Regions from separate parts of the Rattus norvegicus genome. Here all the other regions are linked to region 1. A link is a contact called in public Hi-C data. All regions are on one chromosome and are shown on one strand. The core of a region is the stretch at or near the end of the contact, and the rest is flanking DNA. Distances in the headings are between cores, read along the strand shown.

Region 1 (3,400 bases), core at 658-3,157:
CAGTTTGCCAAGCTTAATATCTAACAGTTGAGCACGGGAGAAAGTGAGGAAACAAGGAGTAAAAACAAACAACAAAAAAGACCAAGTTAGCTAGATACTTTCAACTACATAAGGGAGGTGGATGTCAAGTCTACAAAAACGAAACAAGAACAGGAAAAAGTGGCAGCAATCTTTTTTTTTTTTAAACCAATTTGTACAAGTTTATAGTTTACTTTGTTTCCAGGTTCTCAAACCTTTCAGGATCTGAAAAGTGAGATACTGCGTCTAAGGGAATGTTTTTGTTTTTTTGTTTTTTTTTTGTTTGTTTTTGATTTTTTTTAATTCACACCGAAGAAGTTGGGGGTGGGGGCAGGGAGGGTGATTTCTTTCAGCCGCGAGGTTAACCGAGTCAACAGCTGACTCTGCTGGGCTGCTGTTTGCACACGAAGTCCGTCATAAAATCAAACTCATTTTGGCCCAGCCAGAGTTCTGGCAGCTCCTTGATGCGGTCCAAACCCATCTCTATCACTAAGGACATAAGCACTTCCTCGTCGATGAAATCAGTGTCTATGACATTGGGCGGCAGCATTGCCGCGGGGACGTGAGCCACCGAGGCGGGCATGGTGCTGCCACCGCCACTGCCGCCCGCGCTGCTGCCACCCGCGCCGCCCGAGGTGCCGCCGGAGCCGCCGGGGGTGCCGCTGCCACCCGCGCCGCCAGGGGTGCTGCTGCCTCCACTGTGCTTGGGGTTGCAATCTCGGAAGTGCTGGTTTGTCCCGTTCATCTGGTGGCCTGCAGCGGGGTGCAAATCCGGCATGTAGTGGTTGTGGGGGTAGGGGTGATGGTTGAAATACTGGTTGTTGAGCTTCTGCAGCTGCATGCTGGCCGGCAGGGAGCCTCCCTGGCTGGCCACAGGGGGACCCATGAACTGGGAGTTGTTAAACCTGGCGGCCGGGGCCAGAGCGCTCGGGGGGTGCCCCCCGTTCACAGTCCCCGGCCCCATGGCGTGCCTGATGCCGCTCGTGGCATTCATGTTGCCCGCGCCGTAGTGTATGTGCTCGCCCATGAGGGCGTTGAAGGCGTGCTGGGGCTGCTGCTGCTGGTGGTGATGCGGGCTCGGGAACTGCCCCATGCCCATGCGGTGGGCAGGGTGGTGGTGCAGCCCGTTGGTGCCGTCGGGGAAGCGACCGTGGTTCATGGCCATCATATGGTCTGCCATTTCCAGTCCTGAAAGCGAAACGAGCAGACGCTGAAACCCGCGCCACACGTGTCGCCCACCAGAGCGCACCCCACTTCTGTAGCCTCCCGAACCCGCGCGCACGTCAAGCTGCAGACCCCTACACCCCCCAAGAGAGAACCCACCAGCAGCCCGTGCACCCGAGCTCGCTACCTCGGCGGACCTGCTGCCTGCCGGATCCGCACAGCCTGGCGCTGAGCGACCAGCCCCTTCCCCTGCGATCCGGGGAAAGAGGAGGGGGGACCGGAGCCCACACCCCCCTGGGTTCCCTGAAGTGGCCTAATAAAGGAAGTGCCCCGGAGCCGGGCCGCGAACTTCAGGCATTCAATCAACCCTCCTCACCCTGTGGTTGCACATCCTGTTGTTATTCCCCAGCTCCGCCTCACGCTCGTCCCCGGGGCCAGCCCTGCCCTCGGAGGACTAGGCTGGCAGCAGCCCTGGCTAAGCTTCGCCCGCCGCGCTCACCTTCCGTCTTTGCGATTTCGGCTCGGAACACCGAAGGCGGGCTCGTCGGGTCCAGGACCGGCTCAGCAGCACATAGAGGGGCAGCCGAAGGGCTGTGGGGCGCTCGCTGGTGCGAGGTTGGCGCCGAGGTCTTGCAGCAGCCGCTGGAGCAAATTCCGAGCCGTTCCCTTTTCTTTCCCTCCGCTGCCCTAGCCGCTCCTCAGGACCGCCAGGCAGCTGCCAACAATGAGCTGTGTTTCTCCGGGCTTTGGCCACAGTTAATATAAGGATCTCAGGAAGGGCGGAGCGAGAGCCTCCCCGGCGGCAAGCACGAACATACGGATTCAGGAACATCAAGCGCCCTGGACCGGGTCCTCCGCCGCGTCCGCGAGTCCGCGCTGCACGTGCGCAGCGGCTGCGCGCCTCGGCGCCGCCCAGCAGTTCCCCGGACTGTGGTGTCTTTCTGGCCCCCAAATGTGCGGTTGTGCCTGCCACCTCCGGGACAACGAGCTAATCCTCCCGGCCACCCTGTGCAAGGAAGCACCTAATGGAGAGGAGCAAGGAGCACTCCCCGCCTCCTTCTGGCCAGATCTCCCCACCCCCAGCTCGCTCACCCGGCTTACCCAGTGATCTGCCCTGCCCTCTACAGGAAAAAGGGGTTCGCTCAGCCTCCCTGCCCAGCAGAGTTTTCTTAGGTGCCAAACTCTCCCCAACCTGAGAAGAATGGCTATGCTTTCCCGAGCTAGATTTTTAAAGCCCTTGGGCCGATCGTGTCCTGTCCTCTGAGCGCGCTTTCCTGAGCCGTGCCTTTGTGCTTTTTGATACAGGCAGCATGTAAACCTAACTGAGGGGTTTTCTTCTAGTGGACGCACCCCTAACTCCCCATCTCCCGCTCTGCACCTCCACTCTTCAAGGACAGGGGTTGGGGGCGGGGAGCGGCAGCGGCTGCAGGTGGACCGAGCGCGCTCACAGGCCGGGGCGGCTCCACTCCCCGGTTCTGGGATCCACTCCGCACTTTCCGGCCTGCTCCACGCTCCGGGAGTACGTGTGCTTCTGCTAAGTTTGCGTTTGCAGCTCTTGGTAGCTTTGGCATCCGAGCTGAGGCGTCCCTGCTCTGTAAACAAACTCAGCGATCCTCGTCCCCAGATCCACCTTTTTGCACATACACAGTTACTTGCTTCTGCTGTTGCCCTTGATCCAGGAGGTGGGGGTGTGTGCAAACTTGCACAGCCTCCCTCCGGGCTCTGCCTGACGGTTTGGGGTTGATTTAGAAGCAAACGGGTTTGTAATTAAGAAATTCGAGGGCTGAGTAAGGCTGCTGCTGCAGCAAAAGGAAAACAGATAGATAGCTTGGTAATCGCTTTGTAAATAAAGTCGTTTTGGAAGTGGGCACGTAGCAGCACGTCCTGTATGGTACAGTGCGCGCACACACGGCCAGGAGTCTTCCTTTTCAGTGAAATTGTTCAGTGGAGCAATAGGCGGTGATAATAATAACCTTGCTTGCAGAACGAAGCACAACGAGCCCGATCGCCCATTTGGCTCATTGACTTGCAAATAAAACCCCTAACACTGGTCTGGGCCACTATCCAGTCCTAGCTCTCTTGCTTTGCGAGTTATTTTTCCTACCCCAGGATGAGGCTGCTTGGAGCGTGTATCTCTCTCTTTAAGTGGTGAAATCGAGTTTAGCGCTCCGAATAAGGACTTCTGTATACGGTTGTTTCTTCATAACTCGATGTCTAT
Region 2 (3,400 bases), core at 564-3,063, 680 kb after region 1:
ATATTTATTTATTTATTTATTTATTTATTTAATCATTCATTCATTTATTTGAGCTAGAGTCTCCACATGAAGCAGTATGGCCATCACCTCAGAGCGTGTTGGAACTAAAGACATGCATCACCACACCCAGTCCTTTCTGTACAATTTTAAGGAAAAGAAGAATAGATTCAACTCTTTACTCATGGAGCACATTTCCTGGTCCCAGAGAAAAGTGATTATTTCAAAGCTTCTTGAGTGTATGTTCCAAAGAGAAAAAAGTGATAAAAGTCAGAATGAGCAAAGAAAATAAAACCTATAGTTCTCAGTAGATTAGGCCTCAAGAAGATTAACTGTAACCCACAGCTTTTATAGTTTCTGTCAGGGAAAATGCTGGGTAATGGTGACTTAACTTTGGAGCAATATCTGTGCCTTTTCATTCTCTCCGTGCATTTGTGGGTCAGAAGAGAAGTCATTCGGGACTTGTATTTCCTGTCTCATCTTTTCCTTCTTCCTGTCCTGAAACTGTGGGAAATCGGCTTTAAAAATCACTTGAGAGAAACAGGCATTAATGTATGCATTTCCAAGTAGGCTCTTCTTCCAACATATAAGCCATTTAGGGCCTCAGCATAAAAGGGACATATCCCTGAATAAAACATTCTGAAATTCATTTTAATTAAATAAGGGTTACTAATACTTATACATTTCTGATTTACTTAGAACCATTTCTTTGGACAGCATCTGTTCTTTCTCCAGTACCTACTTCATTGATAATTCCTTGGGGAAAGAATATAAATGAATTTATTTTCCAGACCTAATCACCCTAGGTAGCTAATCTGCACCTGGTACAGTTTTAGACACGATATTTTATCCTGAATCATATTAAGCCAAGAATGCAAACATCAAAATGTCTTCTTGTCTCAATCACAAGTGGGATTTTTTGCCTTTTAAGTTATTTGGAGAGTTTAGACTTTTCTATTCAAGGTTCATTCCTCTAGTAACTGTCTGGGACACTGAACCTGAGAAATGACATTCTCTCATGGGTCTTCCCAATAGTTCTGGGGCAAAAATCTGACTTCATAGTATTCTCTGGGATGGATACTATTGAATAGGAGGGAAAGGCTTCACCACCAAAACATAGACTTTCTGTTCTTGAAAAGCTAGCACGTTGTGGCAGGATTACCTCACTTAGGATGATATTTTCTAATTTCATTCATTTGCCTGAGAATTTCATGAAGTCATTGTTTTTAGTTGCAGAGTAGTACTCCATTGTGTAAACATACTACATTTTCTGTATCCATTCCTCCAGGAAGCAACCTCATAGAAGCAGGGAGAGGGAGGCTGGGATAGGGGATTTCCAGAGGGGAAGCAGGGAAAGGGGATAACATTTGAAATGCAAATAAATAAAATATCCAATAAAAAATAGCTTGTTATAGACCAAGAAAGGAAAAGAAATGAAAGGCTAGCCCTTGGTAGCTGAAAAGGCTATGTGACTTGACAGCATTTCCCCTTTTATTGTCATCTCTGTTTTCTTTTTCTAAAAGGAAGGAAGTGAGTCCTCTGAGAAAAGAAAAGTCATGGAAATGTTCATAGGAAAACTCATGGAAGAGATGTGAAAGAGTAGGCTGCATTTACCTACCTGCCTGTTCTGTAATTATTCCATATTCAAAGTATCAAGGTGGCCAGTGTGAACAAGAGACATCACTTCTTTAAGAAGTAGAGTGGAAGGGAAGAATAGTGTGGCTAAGACTTTTCTTTAAGTCATTATAGCTTCAGATGGCACGTTCCTTTCTCATTCTTAGTCATAGAAATGCCTGGCCCAGACTCAGGAGTAACCACACACATTCTTTATCCAACCCTTGCAACAAGTTGCACTGTGGATTTCCCCAGAACTCCCCATGACCGTGAGCCTTAAGACAGTTCTAATTAACAGTTTTATGAGCAGCATATGTGAAGACAAAACAAAGACACAGCAGCCCTCTCCTACCTACACTGGGTCTAATGACACAGACATCTCACAAAGAAGTAGAAACAAGGCCTTCCTGTGGTTCTCACTCAAGCCAGCCTCATGCATAAACTAAATTCAATATGGCTGCCTAGAAATTCCTTTTATTCACTGTCTTTCCCATACCACTACTCCTGAGCTTTTTCCTCTTTGCCATGTAACTTCGATTTCATAACCAAATTGATCTCCCACCCCTAATGTGAGTCACTTATCACCTGTGGTCGATGCTCTGTTTGTTTTCCCAGGACAAGGGAGCCCTGTTAGTAACTTTACAAATTGCTGTGACAAGACACCAGGCCAAAGCAAATTAAGAAAGCAAGGTTTGATTTGGGCTGATAGTTTAAGAGTTCTGTCTAGAATAGGAAGCAGCTCATTGAAGCAAGTGTTTGAGGGAACTGAGTACACTACTTGTAGTCAGAAGTAGAGATCCCTCGCTTCTTATTACTCATTCTAGATCATGAGATGAGATGGTACCACCAAGATGTAAGCATTTCCATCTCAATTAATTCTGACCTATGAACTGTTCACAGACATGCCTAGCGATGTGTCACCAGGATCCCACCAAGTTGACAATCCAGATGGACCACCCCAGCTTATTACTGTTCTAATTTTAAGTATTTTGAACAAATGTAGCCCCTTCTTCCATGGTCTTAGAGGCCTGTACCCACCAGGGGTGAGGTGTTTATGACAGGGTATGGAGCTGAGCTAATAGTTATGTGCTTGGGAGTACCAGAACATGCGATACACAAGAAAGCATGAGCCTTTGGCTAATGCAGCAGCACCCTTGGAGGGAGATATCTTGGCACCATTCAGACTGTAATGAAACCTTCATCAACTCTTTTGAGCTTCTCTTTCTTACGAAACTAGATATCCAAGTTGTATTATGCATTTAAAATCACCATGTCTATGGAAAATGTATAAACACTGCAAAATAAATTAATGTTGCAGGTTAAATAGTCAAGAGAGCTTGAGCGTTTGAGGTCTTTGTTCTACCCGTTCTGTATGAATTGCTAATATGTTCTTGTAGCTGTGCATGGAATCCTCTTCTTTGGAGAATTGTGGAGTCTGGGTGCGTCAGCTTCAACTTTAGTCTTGACGCATACAATTTGCTGTCATTAATTTGAAGACTGATAGGGAGGTCCTTAAGTAAGGGATCCAAGACCTTACCCGTTTGCCTTTTGTTTCTGCCTGCAGTTCTAGTTCTGTGCCCCAGTCCTTTTCCTGTGAGTTAAGCAGCCATGACAATAGATCACAATTATAATTGGCAACATTTCTAATATGCTAGATGTAGGTCTAAAGGATTTGACTTTATTGAATTGTGAGCATTAAAAAAAGTTAGAGGGTAGGTACCTTCCTTTTAGAGAGGACCATACTTTCACAGGAAAGTAGGTTCATTGACCAGAAGCAGAAAAGCTAGAA
Region 3 (3,400 bases), core at 241-2,740, 630 kb after region 1:
TTTTATGTCAAAGATAAGAATGTGGCTGTTTTTACTCTAGTATAGAGAGCTATATACATACAACCAATCTGTTTGTCTTTCACATAAGCAACTCTCAACTGGATGCCACACTAACTTACAAAATATACTTTGCCTCCTTAGGCCTGGGTGAGTTATGTGAAAGTGGAACTGGGTTGAAACAGCATTCCTTACAGCTTGCTTTAAGGAATACTGTAGGTAAATGTCTCTCAACCTTCCTTATGCTGTGATCCCTTGATATATTGTTCCTCATGTTGTGGTGACCCTCAAATCATAAAATTATTTCATTTCTACCATATAGCTGCTATTGTTATGAATCATAATATAGATATTTGATATGCAGGATAGTTGATATGTGACCCCTGTGGGGGTCATGACCCAAAGTGAGAACCACTCTCTAGTTACTATATTCTTGACTGGTAGATAATAAAAACACATTACATGTTCATATAAACACAAATCTAAAATTTTTCTTAACAAGTAATTACAGAACACCACAAAAAAGAAACAGATAATTTAATTTGTAATGTAGAATAAATGCACCTACTCATTAATCTGACCTATTCTCCACGCATAGCAATTACCGTATTGTAATTCCATTGGATTTATATATTTATAATCATGAAGTTTCCCTTTAGATTGACAATACTCTTTTATCCATTCAGTCACTGAATATTTATCAAATAATGATAAATGACAGATAGTCAAAAGTTTAAAGCAGAACAATGTATAAAGGCCCATGCCTTCTTCTAGCTAAGAGAGAAATAAAGAGTGGCCAAAGAATAATGGGGATATTTTTGTTTGTGTGTGTGCTACAGATTTGACAAGCATAAGTGTGTGACAGATTTTCAATGTTCTGCAATAAAGTTCTGATATATATTTACCCAGTTTTCTGCATTAAACATATGGTGACAACAGACTGAATGGGGACGCTCTGGGTTTTGATGGAGCCTAGGTTTCTTTCCTTATGTTGTGCAACAGGTGCAAATGTGGTGCATGTAGAATATGTGTGAGTGTGTGAGTGTGTGTGTGTGTGTGTGTGTGTGTGTGTGTGAGAGAGAGAGAGAGAGAGAGAGAGAGAGAGAGAGAGAGAGAGAGAGAGACAACCAGGGAGAGAGAGAGAGAGAGACAGACAGAGATGGACAGAGAGAGAAAGAGAACTTACTTTCATATAATTATCAGAGTATTTGTATATTTCAACTATGAACTGGAACAGAATAAGCATCGATCTGTTGTTATTCTGTCAGTGTCTTATTCTTTGCCTATGCAAGCATGAACACAACTGGGCTCTTCTCATACTCTGATGGTAAAAAAGGCTTGCTTCCTTAAAACATAGCATGGGGCACTGGAATGAACTTTCCCATAGGACCACAGAAAGCTCTGGTATCTTCCTAGCATCCCTGGTGCTCACTGTACCACAGTGCAAGGAAGACAGAGCCCAACAAACTCCATATGAACCACTTCCGGACTGACTGGGGCCTAAGAGAAATACCACTGAGTATTTTGGCTCCGGTGAGTCAATTAAATCCGGCTTTCCTTTTCCCTCCCCCTTCTCTTAGGAATCCAAACAATGTTCCACTTAACCCTTTCATACCCGGGAGCCTGTAGACTGCACTCCCACCATAAACTGATGTGCTTGCTGAATAATTCTCAATGTGGCCCGTCTCGTTATAAAATGTATATGAAGCTTTTAATGAAGAACAGGGCAAGGGAAAACAAACTGTGTTATGGATGGGCTCTGTAGTTTTCCTTTTACCAATCATTGCAGAGACTATTTCTGCACAATCTACCTCAAGAGAAAAACAAAAGTTAGAGGTGTCAACTTATTTACATGTTCTGCATTGCTAGGACGGGCAGAGAGTGGTCTGGGTCCTAGTAACCTTACTCTGAGCCACTGACATTGCACTATATGCCGGATGCTCCTCCAAGTACAGAAGTAAAGTGTTTAGTAACCAAACGAAAAACCCTGCGTTAATTTTAATGAATGCTTAATGTGGGGGTAGTTGGAGGTTATAATCATGTATTTCATAGCTGTTATTTCTCATTTTAAACCTTGTGTAGATTCATCAGAATCTGTATATTTAGGACTAAAACCAGGCTTTTTAAAAAAAAGACAATGGTGGGCTGGAGAGATGACTCAGTGGTTAAGAGCACTGGCTGCTCTTCCAGAGGTCCTGAGTTCAATTCCCAGCAACCACATGGTGGCTCACAGTCATCTGTAATGAGATCTGATACCCTCTTCTGGTGTGTCTGAAGGCAGCTATAATGTACTCATATATAATAAATAAATAAATCTTAAAAAAAGATGATGGTTAAAGATATGAATGTGTAAATATTTGTTTTAGAGTACACTAAACACCAAGATTTTTTTTTTAATTTTTATTTTCACTTACCCTTTCATTCATATCTTAATTAAATTTTATTTCATTAAGGCAACAAATTCCTTTCTCCTTAGTTCTGTACCCTATGACAACCCTGACCTCAGAATATAAACAAAGATACATTTGGAATCTCCCGTGGAGAGGCCTATATCCAAGATCAGCAGATTCTGCCATTTGTTCTTTACTCCTTTTCCTTCTTCCCAGAAGCTGCTTTATGTAAGGCTCCCTGAGGTGATGCATGGATGGTCTTAGGTAGACGTGAATACCGTGTGGTTGGCGTGTGAGTATCTGAAAAGGAGCGAGTGGGCAATTCTGCTTATGAAGCTAATAGACACGACTTCAAATATTAATAAATGGGTGCATTGTCACAGCTTGACACCAATGTATTGGAATTTATGACACATAGGGTTAGGGTGGAGGGAGAAATCTACAGAGCATGTTTGCAGCATTTGAATCTAATGCCGATGGTTGACACCATTAAACTATTGGTTTAAGTGTCCCCGGATTTGCTCAGAATGTCCACAAAGCATAGCGCCTCACCTTAGCACAGACTGGAGTGTCATAGCTTTGCTTCTACTGTGCAACACTTGTGGCAATATGTGCTTCCATTTCCACACATTTTACTGCCATTAAAGCCAATACCAAGCGAACCTGACTTCCTGTCCAGGCAATACAGCTCTTTATTAAGTGCCACGGAGAGAATAATTCACATCAACGAGTTCTTTTCCCTTGAAAACATAAAGTTCCCTTAAGCGGGATGTTCAGAACCTTCCCAAAACAATGCAGCTTCTTCATATTTTCCACCTCCCAACTGCCTTAAAAAAATCTTCATTTTTGGTGTCCATTTATCATTGAAAGTCATTTTCCAAGAGCCAGAGATCATACTAGAAGGGGTATAAAACAGACTTTCAGTGCAAAACAAATGCATCACAGTGTGGCAGAGACAGCTAGCTACTGAACAGGCTGTTCTGAAACTCCGCCAAAGAATGCTATTTGCATCT
Region 4 (3,400 bases), core at 662-3,161, 540 kb after region 1:
TGTCCTTTCGGTAGGAGCAACTGTGCACAGTCACCTACAGCATTCTCAGTATGGCGGAACATTTAACAATGTATCGGCACTTAATCTTTTCAGATTTAGGCCCGAGTACAAATGAGCTAACAGAGTTACATGTCTTTTCAGGTTTTGTGTGTGTGTGTGTGTGTGTGTGTGTGTGTGTGTGTGTGTGTGTGTGTGTGTGAGTTTAAGAGGGACAAATGAAGAAAGAGGTTTCATACAGATTCAGGAACTCTATTTTACCATCTTTTACCATGTATGTAACCATCAAAAAATCAAACTCCCATATTGAGCATAACATTGTGCTAAATGTATACAGAAGAGTATAGAACAAAAATATGAAATTTTTAGACGGAGGACCATATGAGTATATTGACTCTTGAAAATGTATAAGTTCTGCTCAATTTTTTTTCAGGGTCTTTTGCTGGCTATATAGGAAAGTAATTGTAGTGATCTTCCAGCCCATTACTTTCATACATGATTGTACTTTGCTGAGTATGGATTCATTTAAATTTTATGAAGCCAGCTTTGTTTATTTTTGTTCCTCTTTGTTTCAGAAAGGACATGGATCAGTTGCCGTAATATAATCTAAATATGAATTAAATATATGTGATTAAATAATAATAAAGTTCATACCAACAAGATAGAACTAAGAATTTAATGGATTTTTAACATATGGGTGTTATTCTAAGGTCAGCATGAACTTTTAGTTAAAGAAAGAAATGACTTTTGCTGATTTGCTAGTTTAATTGAATCATTAATTTATAAATGTCTACTGTTCACACGAAAAGGATATTTTATTCTGGTCAGTGTGATGTGTTATTTTTTTGCAGCGTGGCCCCTGAAAACCATTTCTTGTGTATGATTATGAATTGGTTCCTAAGGCGGACTGGCTAAAAAGAGTCAGTAGGGTCAGTTAGGGAAAGACCAGGATTAACAAGGCATGGCTGGAGACACAGCCTCTTGATTAGCTGGGAGAAAACAGTTTACTTTGAAACCAGTTCTTAGAGAGAGAGAAGAGTTGGCACGGAGGAATGTCCTTTCATGTGTGTGTCGTTCATTGAGCACCGAGGCATTTCAGAAAGGAAGTCTGTGTATTTCTCCATTCTCTTTCTACCTTTGGTTTAATTCTATGTGGGGTGTCTCGTACTCTCTTACTACCTGAAGGCTGTACCCACCTAGGAATGGACTTGTGTAACTTCAGCAACTCACACTGATTTTCAGAATCATTTATGGAGGTAGCGTATTCACGTCCCAATGGGAAAAATCTACTAGATACAGCCTTGTAGGACTCAGTGGGATAATCAGTGATGGTCAATATTTAGGCTCCTTAGTAGGCCAGAGCTATTAAAATGAAAGACTTGTGGGATAGTTACCAACATTGTGCCATATAAGTATTTAAACCAGTGGCTCTCAGCCTTCCTAATCTTGCCACCTTCTAACACAGATCCTCATGTTGCCACCCTCTAACACAGATCCTCATGTTGTCACCCTCTAACACAGTTCCTCATGTTGTGGTGACCCCAACTCATAAAATAATTTCATTGCTATGTCATAACTGTGCTTTTGCTACTGTTATAAATCATAATGTAAAAATCTGATTTTCAGGCTATCTGTTACGCAACCCCTCTTGGGGGTTGTGACCCACAGGTTTACCATTGGTAAACTCACTGTGATATAAACATTTACTATTTTTTAAAGCTTGTGTGTGTGTGTGTGTGTGTGTGTGTGTGTGTGACTCGTAGGTGTAAGAGGACAACTGCAAGGGTTAGTTCTCAATTCCTATCATGCAGGCTCTGGGGATTGACTAAATCGTCAGGCATGGCAGAAAGCACCTTTCCCTCCTGACTGCTCTCCTGATGTTTACTGTTCCTTAGTATTGAGAAATTATTCATGTTCTCTAACGTGAGGCAACAGATTTTGGGAAGAGGAACATTAGTCACATCATGGAGTTGGGATAAAGTACAAGGAGCATTTCCAAAATGCATCCCTCACTTGTCAATTTTTCTAAACCTATTAACAAGCTTTTCTTTGATTTGACTGCCTCATGGTTAGATAAACCTAGGTGTATTTCCCCCCCCCCCCCATGGCTCACTGTTCAGGAATGAGGTATGATCTTCTTCATCAGCCTTGAACCTGCAATAGTTTGCTTATTAATCCATGTAAACTGCTTGCCTACCAAAACACAACATATCAATGTGGAAGGATTTATTGTTCAGTTTCTCTCCACTGGCTTTTCCTTGCCCAATACAGGGCCATAAAAATCCTAAAGTCTCATTGTGCTGTAGAATAAAATTCTTCTGTGTTGCTATACTGCTCTGAGTTCCTGAGAAAGCATTTAGACACATATCTGTTTAAGTGCCATCTACTAAATATTCTTAATCTACTCATGTGTAAATTAAACCTTTCCAATATTGTTGGGACTGCTCATGGGTCATTGAGGGAATTGTTGGCGATCCACTTCATGAATTATTTATGATTAATTCTTTTTCACATTTGTGTGTTTTTTCATAGTCCCAAATGATCGTAGGTTAATGGTATTGTGCCATTGATATTGAGTTTATGTCACATGCTACTTCATGTAAAAGGCCAATCTCTGCTCCTAAAAGCAAAATGAAAAGCTAAAAGCTAAAAAAGTAGTGCCTTACATGTAAACATGTAAACGAAGAGAAATGTCACACGGTGCCATCATAATAATGAAGTGGGTGTTATGGGTCTTCAATAAACTAATGATGGCTCCCAAAAGGATTATGGTTATCAGTATGATTTCATGTGAATTGGTTCTTGAAGCAAGTGTGTAGTAGGGAATATTGATAAAGATTTTCCCATCCCCCTCTTGGGCCAGCTAATCTCTGGCCTCAGGGATCTCGCTGCGTCCATGGGTAGCCCCATGTAAAGGCCACCAATTTCATGGCTCTCTTGTTGTGGACTCAGTTCACATTCCCAGTCAGACTCGGCAGGCTCTCTGGCCCAGCGCTCTCAAAATGTCTCCACCCAACTCTCGAAGTTCCCTTGGTAGGTCGCTATCACGCCATAAACACACATCCAAATTCTACGTGCCCTTACCTTTCTCTTGAACTCAGTTGTGTTGCCCTGTGAAGGAATACACCACACAATCTTAGTTTAGAATCAACAGGTAACTCAATCCTGTCAGGGCACAACTCCTGACATCCTAATTAGTAAGCCATACTAAGTTAAACCCTCCTGTGTGGGATCCTGGTAGTTTCCCCATCTAATTGGGAGCCTCTAATTTGTTACATCCCATCTTCTACACCAAGCTCTCTCTCCATCCCCAAAGCCCCGAATTCCTTTTATCCTCCTCTTTTGCCCCCTTCTGACCTGGAAGTCCTGCCTACTCCTCGCTCAGTGATTGGTCCTCTGAAAT

What was found. Hi-C and Micro-C count contacts between places; a contact is called where the count stands out from the background.
Region 2: a contact with region 1 is called in a Hi-C map of the Rat2 cell line, with 15 times the contacts expected there. The contact joins the enhancer-like site here to the promoter of Cited2 in region 1. A contact is called at or near these places in 6 of 12 Hi-C or Micro-C datasets (the Rat2 cell line, hepatocytes, kidney and 2 more) and 1 of 1 datasets of contacts at active chromatin or transcription factors (oligodendrocytes).
Region 3: a contact with region 1 is called in a Hi-C map of the A7r5 cell line, with 4 times the contacts expected there. The contact joins the enhancer-like site here to the promoter of Cited2 in region 1. A contact is called at or near these places in 1 of 12 Hi-C or Micro-C datasets (the A7r5 cell line) and 1 of 1 datasets of contacts at active chromatin or transcription factors (oligodendrocytes).
Region 4: a Hi-C map of hepatocytes shows a contact between it and region 1, with 2.4 times the contacts expected there. The contact joins the enhancer-like site here to the promoter of Cited2 in region 1. A contact is called at or near these places in 2 of 12 Hi-C or Micro-C datasets (hepatocytes and liver) and 1 of 1 datasets of contacts at active chromatin or transcription factors (oligodendrocytes).

What each region holds. Positions count from the first base shown.
Region 1 is chr1:14,130,810-14,134,209 of GRCr8, reverse strand. It overlaps Cited2 (Cbp/p300-interacting transactivator, with Glu/Asp-rich carboxy-terminal domain, 2), which reads right to left and starts at 1,907. Exons shown (of 2, transcript NM_053698.3): 1 at 1,682-1,907; 2 at 1-1,206. The coding sequence starts at 1,198. The coding sequence ends at 389.
Region 2 is chr1:13,451,609-13,455,008 of GRCr8, reverse strand. No RefSeq gene overlaps it. Among named protein-coding and RNA genes, the nearest start is that of Cited2, 680 kb to the left of the region's middle. Within about 2 kb of position 1,813, at least 2 of the 93 cell types and tissues checked have an H3K27ac peak or open chromatin away from gene starts, as enhancers often do.
Region 3 is chr1:13,496,816-13,500,215 of GRCr8, reverse strand. No RefSeq gene overlaps it. Among named protein-coding and RNA genes, the nearest start is that of Cited2, 630 kb to the left of the region's middle. Within about 2 kb of position 1,490, at least 2 of the 93 cell types and tissues checked have an H3K27ac peak or open chromatin away from gene starts, as enhancers often do. A contact at or near this core is called in the A7r5 cell line, where this site is marked.
Region 4 is chr1:13,586,687-13,590,086 of GRCr8, reverse strand. No RefSeq gene overlaps it. Among named protein-coding and RNA genes, the nearest start is that of Cited2, 540 kb to the left of the region's middle. Within about 2 kb of position 1,911, at least 1 of the 93 cell types and tissues checked has an H3K27ac peak or open chromatin away from gene starts, as enhancers often do. A contact at or near this core is called in hepatocytes, where this site is marked.